2 separate regions of the Mus musculus genome follow, and region 1 is linked to region 2. Evidence: chromatin contacts called from public Hi-C data. All regions are on one chromosome and are shown on one strand. The core of a region is the stretch at or near the end of the contact, and the rest is flanking DNA. Distances in the headings are between cores, read along the strand shown. Region 1 overlaps Tnrc18 (trinucleotide repeat containing 18). Region 2 overlaps Wipi2 (WD repeat domain, phosphoinositide interacting 2).

Region 1 (4,472 bases), core at 1,808-4,307, 88 kb after region 2:
GTGGAGGCCGGGCATACGGACACCCGGATGCCCCGGGTGATTGGTGAAGCTGGCTGGCGTTGGGCACCCCCCCCACCCCCCCCCGCCCCATGGTAGGAGGTCTTGGATGGGCTCCGTGCTGGGTGTGGCTGAACTCTACACCAAACACCAGTTTGGGTCCTTGGAACTCTCCCTTACCCCATCCACAGAATCAAAGAGTCTACACAGGCCCAGAGCACAGAGGGCAGCCTCATTGAGCGCAGACAAAGTGCCGGAGGGAAGTCCTCCTCGCTGAGGTGACCCTGAGGGGACAGCAGAGCCGGACCCTGATAGCTGAGGTGGGGGGGGGGGGGAATCTCAGCATGAGGGCACCAGGGGATGACCAGAAAGGGTCTGGAAATGTGTGCACATGTGTGCACACACGTGCATGCATACGGGCACACACATGTACACACTCACACTTGCCTGGGGCGTCCACCTGGCCACATGCACACGCCCACAAGCACACTGGCATGCACACAACACACGTGGTCCCGCGCCATGGCAGTGGTGGGGAGGGGGGGTCTCTGTGGGCCCCGCTGGGTGGGCGGCGCTCAACAGAGCACAGGCACGCCGTCCGTGGAGAAGATCATGCCTGTGGTGGGCTCATAGGTGCCCGCGAGGTAGTAGAGGCCCTCGCTGTCCTGGTATTTCTTGGTCTTCAGCATCTGTTCGTACTGCTCCAGGCCCACCACCAGGCACTTGTGGGACACTGTCTGCACATCGTTCTCATCCACGTGGGAGGACTGGTACAGGGCGCGCTGTGGGGACACAGTGGGTGTTAGGGACTGGAGGGAACCCTCCTGGATCAGGGAGACCCTGGGATGCCTTAAGGGCAGAGACCTGGAGACAGAGACAGATGGATAGAGAGACAGATGGGAACAAAGAGGGACAAGCAACAGATGGAGAGACAATGACAGAGACCAAGAGAGATGAAGAGATGGAGGGAAACAGGTAGCAAGGGAACACAGGATGATGTAATGCCATCCCCATTGTGTTCAGAGTCCCAGAAGCCTTGTAAGCAGTAGATGGGTGTGGTAGTCCGCCTGAAATCTCAGCCTTGGACCACAGAGACAGGACCTTTGGAGCAAGCTGGCTAGTAAGACCAGCTGTATCAGTGAGCTTTGGGTTTGGTGTCAGGAAGTCTCCCAATAGTGACAGTGAACCTCTACCCACACCTGCATGCACACTTGCCACCCAGGTACCAAAGTGTGTGTGTGTGTGTGTGTGTATACAGGAAAGAAAAGTAAAAGAAACAACAGAAGAAGAGACAAACAGATATGCCTGCAAATGCCAGAGCAAGACACAGAAAGGAAAGGGGCACTAGGAGACGAGGAGACGCCAGGACAAAGGCAGATTCAGTGAGCAGATGGGACAGAGACAGGGACTCCAGCAGCCCAGAGCCACAGATGAGAGAGAGGGATGGGGGAGGCAGGGAGGGAGGGAGAGAGGAAGGGAGGCTAGGAGGGGCAGAGCAGAAAGCTCGAGGCCCACCCCATCTGGACGGAGCTTGCCCTCAGCCAGCACCAAGAGCCCACTGCTGCGTCTTACCTCCATGAAGTCCTTCCTCTGGCTGGAGGCCCGCAGGGCTGCAGGGAGGCTATGCCCTGACTTCTGGTCCCAGTGCTGGGGGAGGGAGGGATAAGAGGAAGTCTTAGCCTTGTTTTCCTCCCATCTGAGATTCCAGGCCCACTGCACAAACTCCCTGGACTACTCAGCCTTTCCACGGGTAGGGCCACAGCATGCCCAGCCACAAATGGAGTAATGTTTTTTTTTTTTTAAGATTTATTTATTTGTTATATGAAAGTACACTGTAGCTGTTTTCAGACACCCCAGAAGAGGGTATCAGATCCCATTACAGATGGTTGTGAGCCACCATGTGGTTGCTGGGAATTGAACTCAGGACCTTCGGGAGAGCAGTCAGTGCTCTTAACCGCTGAGCCATCTCTCCAGCCCGGTGTAATGGTTTTTAATTGCCAATTTGATTCTACCTAGACTTATCTGGGAAGAGTCTCAATCAGGCACTAAGTCGGACTGGGTTGTGGGTACATCTGATGGGGATTATATTGATTTTGTTAATTAAGACCTAGTCCACTGTGGGCGGTTCTATTCCCTGCACAGGGAACCTTGGACTACAGGAGTAGAGGAAGCAAGCTGAGCACTAAGCATGAATGCGTTCGTTCTCTCTGCTCCTGACTGTCAACAGTCATGCTGCCTCATGCTCCTGCCACTGTGACTCCCCACAGAGCTGATCTATCTGTCTGTCTGTCTGGTCTATAACAAAGAACTGTCAGCTAAAAGAAAATCCTTACTCCTGCTTTCCGGCAGGGTATTTTAGCATCAACAGAAATGAAACACCATGGGTCTACCTTTACACACCAGGGACTCTTTCAGTTCCCATCAGGGACACTCACCTGGCCCTCATGGAACTGCTTGCCCGGGCTGGTCTCCTCCGGATGGTAGAACCACTTGACACGAACCACCATATTGTTGCCCCAGGACTCCCACATGCTCTGGATCCGGCCAATATAGGGCAGGTTGGGGCGGCCGGCTGACAGGAAGACTGCGCAGTCACCGATTCGGATCATCTCCTTGCCTCGGACGATGGCCTTGTAGAAGAGCTTGCGAGCCTTGCCTTTCATGCCTCGCCGCTGCGGGACGTGAAAAACCACAGCTAGAGCCCAGCACTGTACCCGAAGCCACAGAGCCAAAGGCAAGACACCCCACCAGGCGGTCTGGGCAGATCTGGATCCCCGATCCCTGGACCTGAGTCACCCGCCATGAACCCTCGGGGTCTGCATGGAAGGGGTGCCTTAGCTTCAGTTTGGAAGCGCTCCCGCCTACCCTTGAGTTCACACTTAAGGCGCTACTGCGGGAGTGGAACACAGTTTAGAGCTAGTGTCTGACAAGAGTTAGCAGGTAACAGGAGGTGCGGTCTTAAAAGGAGCTACCAGGCCTCTGCTCTTTCCTCTCTATCTCCTGCCAGTCAAGAGTAGCTTCTGTGCTCCTGCATTAGTTGAGCCCTCTCGGGCGGGCGCGATGGAGCCGGAACCAGCGCAATGGAACCGGAACCAGCACGATGGAGCCGGAACCAGCTCGTGGTGGGTGGAGACAATGAGCCAAAACCAACCTTTCCTTTTCACAAGCTGATCATCTCACGTAGTTTCTCCTAGCAACAAGGGGGAGTGTACGTGTTTGTGTACACGTACACATGCATATATGTGCATGCAGATTACACGTGTGCAGGTGCATGTATGCGGCAGGCAGAGGGATCTTCCTTTATTCTCTCCATCCACCCATTGTGTGTGTCTTTGTGCATGTGCTTCTGAGTGTGTAGATGCCCACAGAGGCAGGAGAAAGGAGAAAGGTTTCAGAGCCTTTGGAACTAAAGTTTACCGGCCTTGGTGAGCCACCAATGTAGGTGCTGGGATTCAAACCCTGGCTCAGTGCTTTAGTAATTTCTGAGCCATTTCTCCAGCCCTTTGGGCCTTCCTTCTTTCTTGGAGACAGAGCATCATGATGTAGCCCTGGCTGTCCTGGAACTCACTATGTAGGCCAACCAGGCTGGCCTCAAACTCACAGAGGTAAGCCTGCTTTTGTCTGCTGAATGCTGGAATTAAGGACATGTGTCACAGGCTCTCTCACTGAACCTGGAACTCCTCAATATGCCACTGAAAATGGGGGGGGGGGCGGTAAAGAAAATGGCCCCTGACTCTGATATCACTGAACGCCCACCTCTCCAGCCTCACTGAACTTAGGAGCTGATGACACACATGAGCCAGGGTGTCCTCAAACACTGAGGGAGGCCACCAGGTACCCCCAAACTATCCCTATTAATCCCCAACTCCTATCTGCTGAAGTAGCACAACTGGGCAGAAAAGGGGTTCCAACTGCTAGGGACACCCGACAGAGCTGGACACACAGCCAGGGGACGCTGGCCTAGGCACGGGGAGGCTAAGAGCAAGTCCAGGAAGGGCCTGTGAATAGGGAAACCCTACAGGTGAGCCTGGCTACTAAGGCTCAGTTACTGCCTGTTCCCAGAGGCTCTGGTGTAGGTCTTGGCTATCCAGGATGGAGTTACTGGGAAGAAGTGAGGAAGCAGAAGGGTGGGACTTGTGAGGTCAGTAGGTCATCAAGGAACACCCTCAAGGGAGTTCAAGGCCTAGGACGCTCCCCTTTTTCTTTGCTGCCTGCCGGACATGCTATGAGCAGTTTATTCCTGGATGGCTTCCTCACTAGGACACCCAGCGCTTCACAGGAGACTAGAGCAATGGTGTCTAGGACTGGTGCTCGGCTCAGGCAGCATGCAGGGAGCCCCGGCTTCCATCCTCAGGATGTCACCATGTGGAAATGGTAGTACGTGGCTGTAACCCCAGTATGCAGGAGGATCAGGCATTCAAGTTCGTCCTCAGCTATACAGAGGGAATGTTGTTACTGTGAGGGAAGGGAACCTG
Region 2 (4,770 bases), core at 537-3,036:
TCCAGGGCCTGGCATTGCACCATATAAAATCTGTCATTTCTCACCCCACCAATACCATTTAGACTGCATTACTGTCATAAAGCGGTCCTAGAAAACAGAACTGTTCCAGCCCCATGGAAATGCTTTCCTTTGGTCATTTTTTGATGGTGGTCTGTGTATTGGGACAGCAGAAGAGTCACAATATGGGCCTTCTGAAAAAGAAGTAATGGCTCTCCGTAGGACTGTGGTCAGGACTGGAAGTTAATGACCATAAAACACATCATTTGGGGCTAGAGAGGTTCAGAGCACTTGTTGGCTCTTTCAGATGACCTGGATTTAGTTCCCAGAACCTGAATGGTAGCTCTCAACCATCTGTGACTCCGATACAGGAGATCTGACGCCCACTTCTGACATGTGTAGACACCAGGCATTGTACACACTCATACAAGTGCAAGTGAACACTCATACACATAAATGAAATAAATTAGAATATTTTTTAGAGTGCTGTGGGGGTGTAGAGGCCAGAGGCGACAAGCAGTCTTTCTCAAATACTCTGCACACTTTTGCTTTGTTTTTGTTGTTGTTATTTCCAGGCAGGGTTTCTCACTGAACCTAGAGTTTGCTCACAGAGCTAGACTGGATGGTCGTGAGCTCCAAGGTTCTGCCTGTCTGCCTCCCCACGCTGGAGTTAGACACGAGCTAAGGCACCCAGCTTTTTACATGGGTCTGGGGAGCTGACAGAGCCTCTTGCTTGCCTGGCAACTACTTTACCTACTGAGAGGTCCCTAATCCCTAGACATTATTAAATGACAGTTTTTCTTACTACATTTTATTTATTTGGTGTGTAACCTCAAATATGCACATGCGTCTCCACACAAGCATGAAGGTTAGAGGACAAGTTAAAGGAGTCTGTTTTTTCTTCCCTCTGTTTGGGTCCCAGGTCAAACTTGGCTCTGGTAGCAGGCACTTTTCACCCAGTGAGCCATCTTGCCTGCTTTAATACTTTTAAAGTATTAAAAAGATGGAGAGGAGCCGGGCGTGGCGGCGCATGCTTTTAATCCCAGCACTCGGGAGGCAGAGGCAGGTGGATTTCTGAGTTCGAAGGCCAGCCTGGTCTACAAAGTGAGTTCCAGGACAGCCAGGGCTATAGAGAAACCCTGTCTCGAAAAACAAAACAAAACAAAAAAAAGATGGAGAGGGCCAGGCAATGGTGGCACACACCTTTAATCCCAGCACTTGGCAGACCGAGGCAGGTAGATTTCTGAGTTTGAGGCCAGCCTGATCTACAGAGTGAGTTCCAGGACAGCCAGGGCTACACAGAGAAACCCTGTCTTGAAAAACAAACAAACAACAACAAAAAAAGGTTGGAAAGGCCCTTACTGAACATATGGCTGAATGAATAAAAATACTGCTCTTTGCATAGGGCTGTGGGACAAAAACTGGGTCCCGCATCCACTCAAGGCTAGGGCTGCTGAGCAAGGCTGGACATGGAGAGTTTGATTGCATGGACCCCAGGCGGGCATTGGACTGTGAGGAGCTGTGGGATCCCGCTCTGGGGGTGAGGAAGGCACATAGTCTGTGGTCCCCGTGGACCTGCCAGAGTCGGGCACCCTCGAAGAGCTGGTTCTGGGGTTCCTGGGCTACATAGAGGCCAGGGACAACAGGTTCTCACTCTCTGACATTCCAGACTCCACTGTATGTTGTGGAAGAGCTGAGAATGGGTGGGGACCCTTGGGCGTACTCTGGTCCTGGGGCAAAGGGAAAAGGGTAGGAGGAGAGAGCTCTGTCAGGTTACCATGGGGAGGAGACAGTCTGGCTAGCTCAGCAGGCTGCTTGCTTTGGCTGGCGGCTGTGGTTGGAGTACAGGGAGGCCTCTGGCGGGAGGTTAGGGGAAGACCTTTGCTCCAGCATGGTGGGTCCTGATGAGAAGAGGCAGTCCATGGTTTTAAGACCTTTATTGTAAAAAGGCTGGGGGTTGGGGGGGAAGGAGGGAAAGAAAGAAGAGAAGCAGAGAGGCTGGCCATGGCCACATGGAGAGAGGGTAGAAGGAAAGGTGGAGAGGGAGAACAAGGGAGCAAGAATAAGAGAATAAGAGGTAAGAGAGCGAGGAGGGGGCAAGAAGCTCCTTTTATAGGCTGGGGCTACCTGGCTGTTTACCATGACCCAGATAAAACTCTTCTCACCTAGAGCAGTGGTTCTCACCCTTCCTAATGCTGTAGCCCTTTAGTACAGTTCCTCATGTTTGGTGACCCCCAACCATAACAATTAATTTGTTGCTACTTTGTAACCATAATTTTGCTACTGTTATGAAGGATAATGTAAAATATCTGTGTTTCTTATGATCTTAGATTACCCTGTGAAAGGTTTTTATGATACCCCTCCCCAAAGGGGGACGAGACCCACAGGTTAAGAGCAGCCAGTATAGAAGGATCTTTAGGTTAAAGTTAGGCACAGTGATCCATCTGTAATCCCTGTACTTGGGAGGACTGTGTTCTCTGTAAGCCTGGATACAGAGTGAGACCCTGTCTGAAAAACAATCAAAATTATATTAACCAATACATAAATTAAAATCCCTTCAGGTTGACAACCTCCCTCCCTCCCTCCCTCCCTCCGTTCTCCCACCCATCTTTAATCTGCCTCAGCTTCCTGAGTGCTGGGCACACCAAGTTTAAAAGTTGTGTTACTCAGATTGTAGCTCTGGTTACTGCTGAGTTTCCTCATTTAGGTCAGTTAAGAGGCTCAAAGCATGGCTGAGCTCAGTCAGGCTCCAGCACTTGATGCCGTAGGCAGGAGGGTGGGAGCAGTGATCACTGCTGGAGACAGGAAGGTTAGGTGTGGGCACAGGTTGTCTTTTCTGGTTGTTTTGCCTGCAAACCTATATGGACAGGATCCCCTGGAACTGAAGTTATGGCTGGTTCTGAGCTGTCCTGTGAGTGCTGGGGATGGAACCCAGGTGCTCTGAAGTGTGTGAGCTCTGGGGCTGCAGACTTGAGCCCTCTCCCCTGGGAGACATGCTTTACTAGCTGAGCCGTCCCTTAGTGTGTGATTGGCTTTTCCGTCAGCACAGCTCCCTGAGAAGTGACCCAAGTGTGACGATACTTTGCTCCTTTTGTTGATGAGCAGTAGTTCGCAGCTTAACTGTTTACCCATGGGAAGATGAGCAGAGAGTCTAGCTCTGGACTGTTGTTTAAAAGTAAAGCCACAGTGAATACCCATGAGTGGGTTTTTTTGTATGAATGTGAATTTTCATTTCTTGAAGGTGAGTGCCCAAGAGTACAGTTGTGTGGTAACTGCATGTATAGGGTTTTTGTTTTTTTGCTTTTTAATTTTTGGAAGCAGGTGGGGCAGAATGATCAGGGGGGAAGTCCCAGCTAGGTTACTTCTGCAGCAACAAAACAGACAAGAGACAGGCTGTCTGTGGACACACTTCCTGGGTGGCTGGGCCTCATTTACCAGTGATAAAGGCAGTGCGAATGTTGATGGTGCTATGCACCTTTCCTCAGGTATGTGCGATCCTGTCTCATACTTAATTTGGGTTTCCTTGGTAGTGTTGAGACAAGAGTCTACGTAACTCTGGCTAGAACTCTTTGTGTAGACTGAGCTGGTCTCAAACTCAGAAATCTGCCTGTTAGTGCCCAGATAGTTAGTGCCCTGTTAGTGTCCACTAAATCTGGCTTTGCTTGTGATTTCTGAGATATGCTAGCCTCAATTCTCATTCCTATTTTCCAAGGGCTGAGGTTTCAGTTTAGTGTCAAGCACTTTTTGGTGTCTAGCCCCCAACCCTCTGGTTTTTGCCCACTCTTCTTTGTGTTAAGATTAGTCTCAGCCTAGGGTGTCCTTGAACTTTGTAGTCAAGGATGGCCCTAACGTGAGTAAATTGAAGTGGTGTTAAGTCTTGCAGACTATTCTGATAGTTGAAGAAGAGTGGCAGGTGCCTCCTGACAGCTGCCCAGAAGTAACCCAGGCATGCAGATGGGGACTCTGGGGAACAGACAGATAACTAGTACCCAATGAGGAGGATACTGAGGCTATCATCTTAGAATTCCAGGGTCCTGGAAACCAGGAGGGTATTGCAAGAAATATTAGAAAAGAACCCAGCACGTTCCCACCCTAGTGCCAGCAACTCTCAGCCTCTGCCGCCTGGCCAGTCACTCACTGGCAGGCAATGGCCAATCTGTTTTTATCTTGTGGAGACTCTGACCCAGAACTCCACAATCTCTCTACCCAGCTCTCTAGGTTCCCATGCCAACCCCATGCTTCAAATCCCCCATGGCCTTTGTGGTGCACATCTGGCACAACCCATGCTTTCTTTACTGAACCCAGACAAGCCACTGCATGAAGGAAAGTGCAACACAAACTTAGTTGAGAAACAGTGGTAACTCAGTCTCTGGGCACAACTAAATTTTGTAAGCCTTATTTAAATCTGATTCCTCTGGTGACAAATCCTTGTGGATTCACTATGATACTGGGAAACTCTAGCAGCTACATCTTACCGCTCTGCTGTCCTTTTCCAAAAAGGCCTAACTCCTTCTCTTCCTCCGCCTCCTCACCCAGGAGTTGGCTCCTTTGTTAGGGGATTGGTTCACAAGAACAGCACCAGGCCGTCCACAACACTTGCCCCTTTCTCTTCTAATAAAAACAAAACCTGTCTCTCAATCTGGAGCACAACTATTACCATTTTGTAGTTTATAAGGTATAAGATAGACCTAACACCCAGTCCACCAGTTTTGTCAATAAGATAGAACATTGTCATCTATCCTAAATTAGAAGACTTATTCTACATCTGACTTA

What was found. A called contact is a pair of places that touch in the nucleus more often than the background predicts.
Region 1: a Hi-C map of embryonic stem cells shows a contact between it and region 2, with 1.7 times the contacts expected there. The contact joins two enhancer-like sites. A contact is called at or near these places in 5 of 484 Hi-C or Micro-C datasets (the AtT-20 cell line, embryonic stem cells, nephron progenitors and 1 more), 6 of 115 datasets of contacts at active chromatin or transcription factors (embryonic hindbrain and embryonic stem cells) and 3 of 9 other capture datasets (adipose tissue, liver and pancreatic islet).

The regions. Positions count from the first base shown.
Region 1 is chr5:142,725,409-142,729,880 of GRCm38.p6, forward strand. Tnrc18 (trinucleotide repeat containing 18) reads right to left here. Exons shown (of 28, transcript NM_001122730.3): 26 at 2,433-2,669; 27 at 1,570-1,644; 28 at 1-779. The coding sequence ends at 573. Among named protein-coding and RNA genes, the nearest start is that of Slc29a4, 26 kb to the left of the region's middle. Within about 2 kb of position 3,058, at least 1 of the 459 cell types and tissues checked has an H3K27ac peak or open chromatin away from gene starts, as enhancers often do. A contact at or near this core is called in embryonic stem cells, where this site is marked.
Region 2 is chr5:142,638,510-142,643,279 of GRCm38.p6, forward strand. The region is part of intron 2 of Wipi2 (WD repeat domain, phosphoinositide interacting 2); the gene reads left to right. Among named protein-coding and RNA genes, the nearest start is that of Wipi2, 11 kb to the left of the region's middle. Within about 2 kb of position 1,787, at least 41 of the 459 cell types and tissues checked have an H3K27ac peak or open chromatin away from gene starts, as enhancers often do. A contact at or near this core is called in embryonic stem cells, where this site is marked.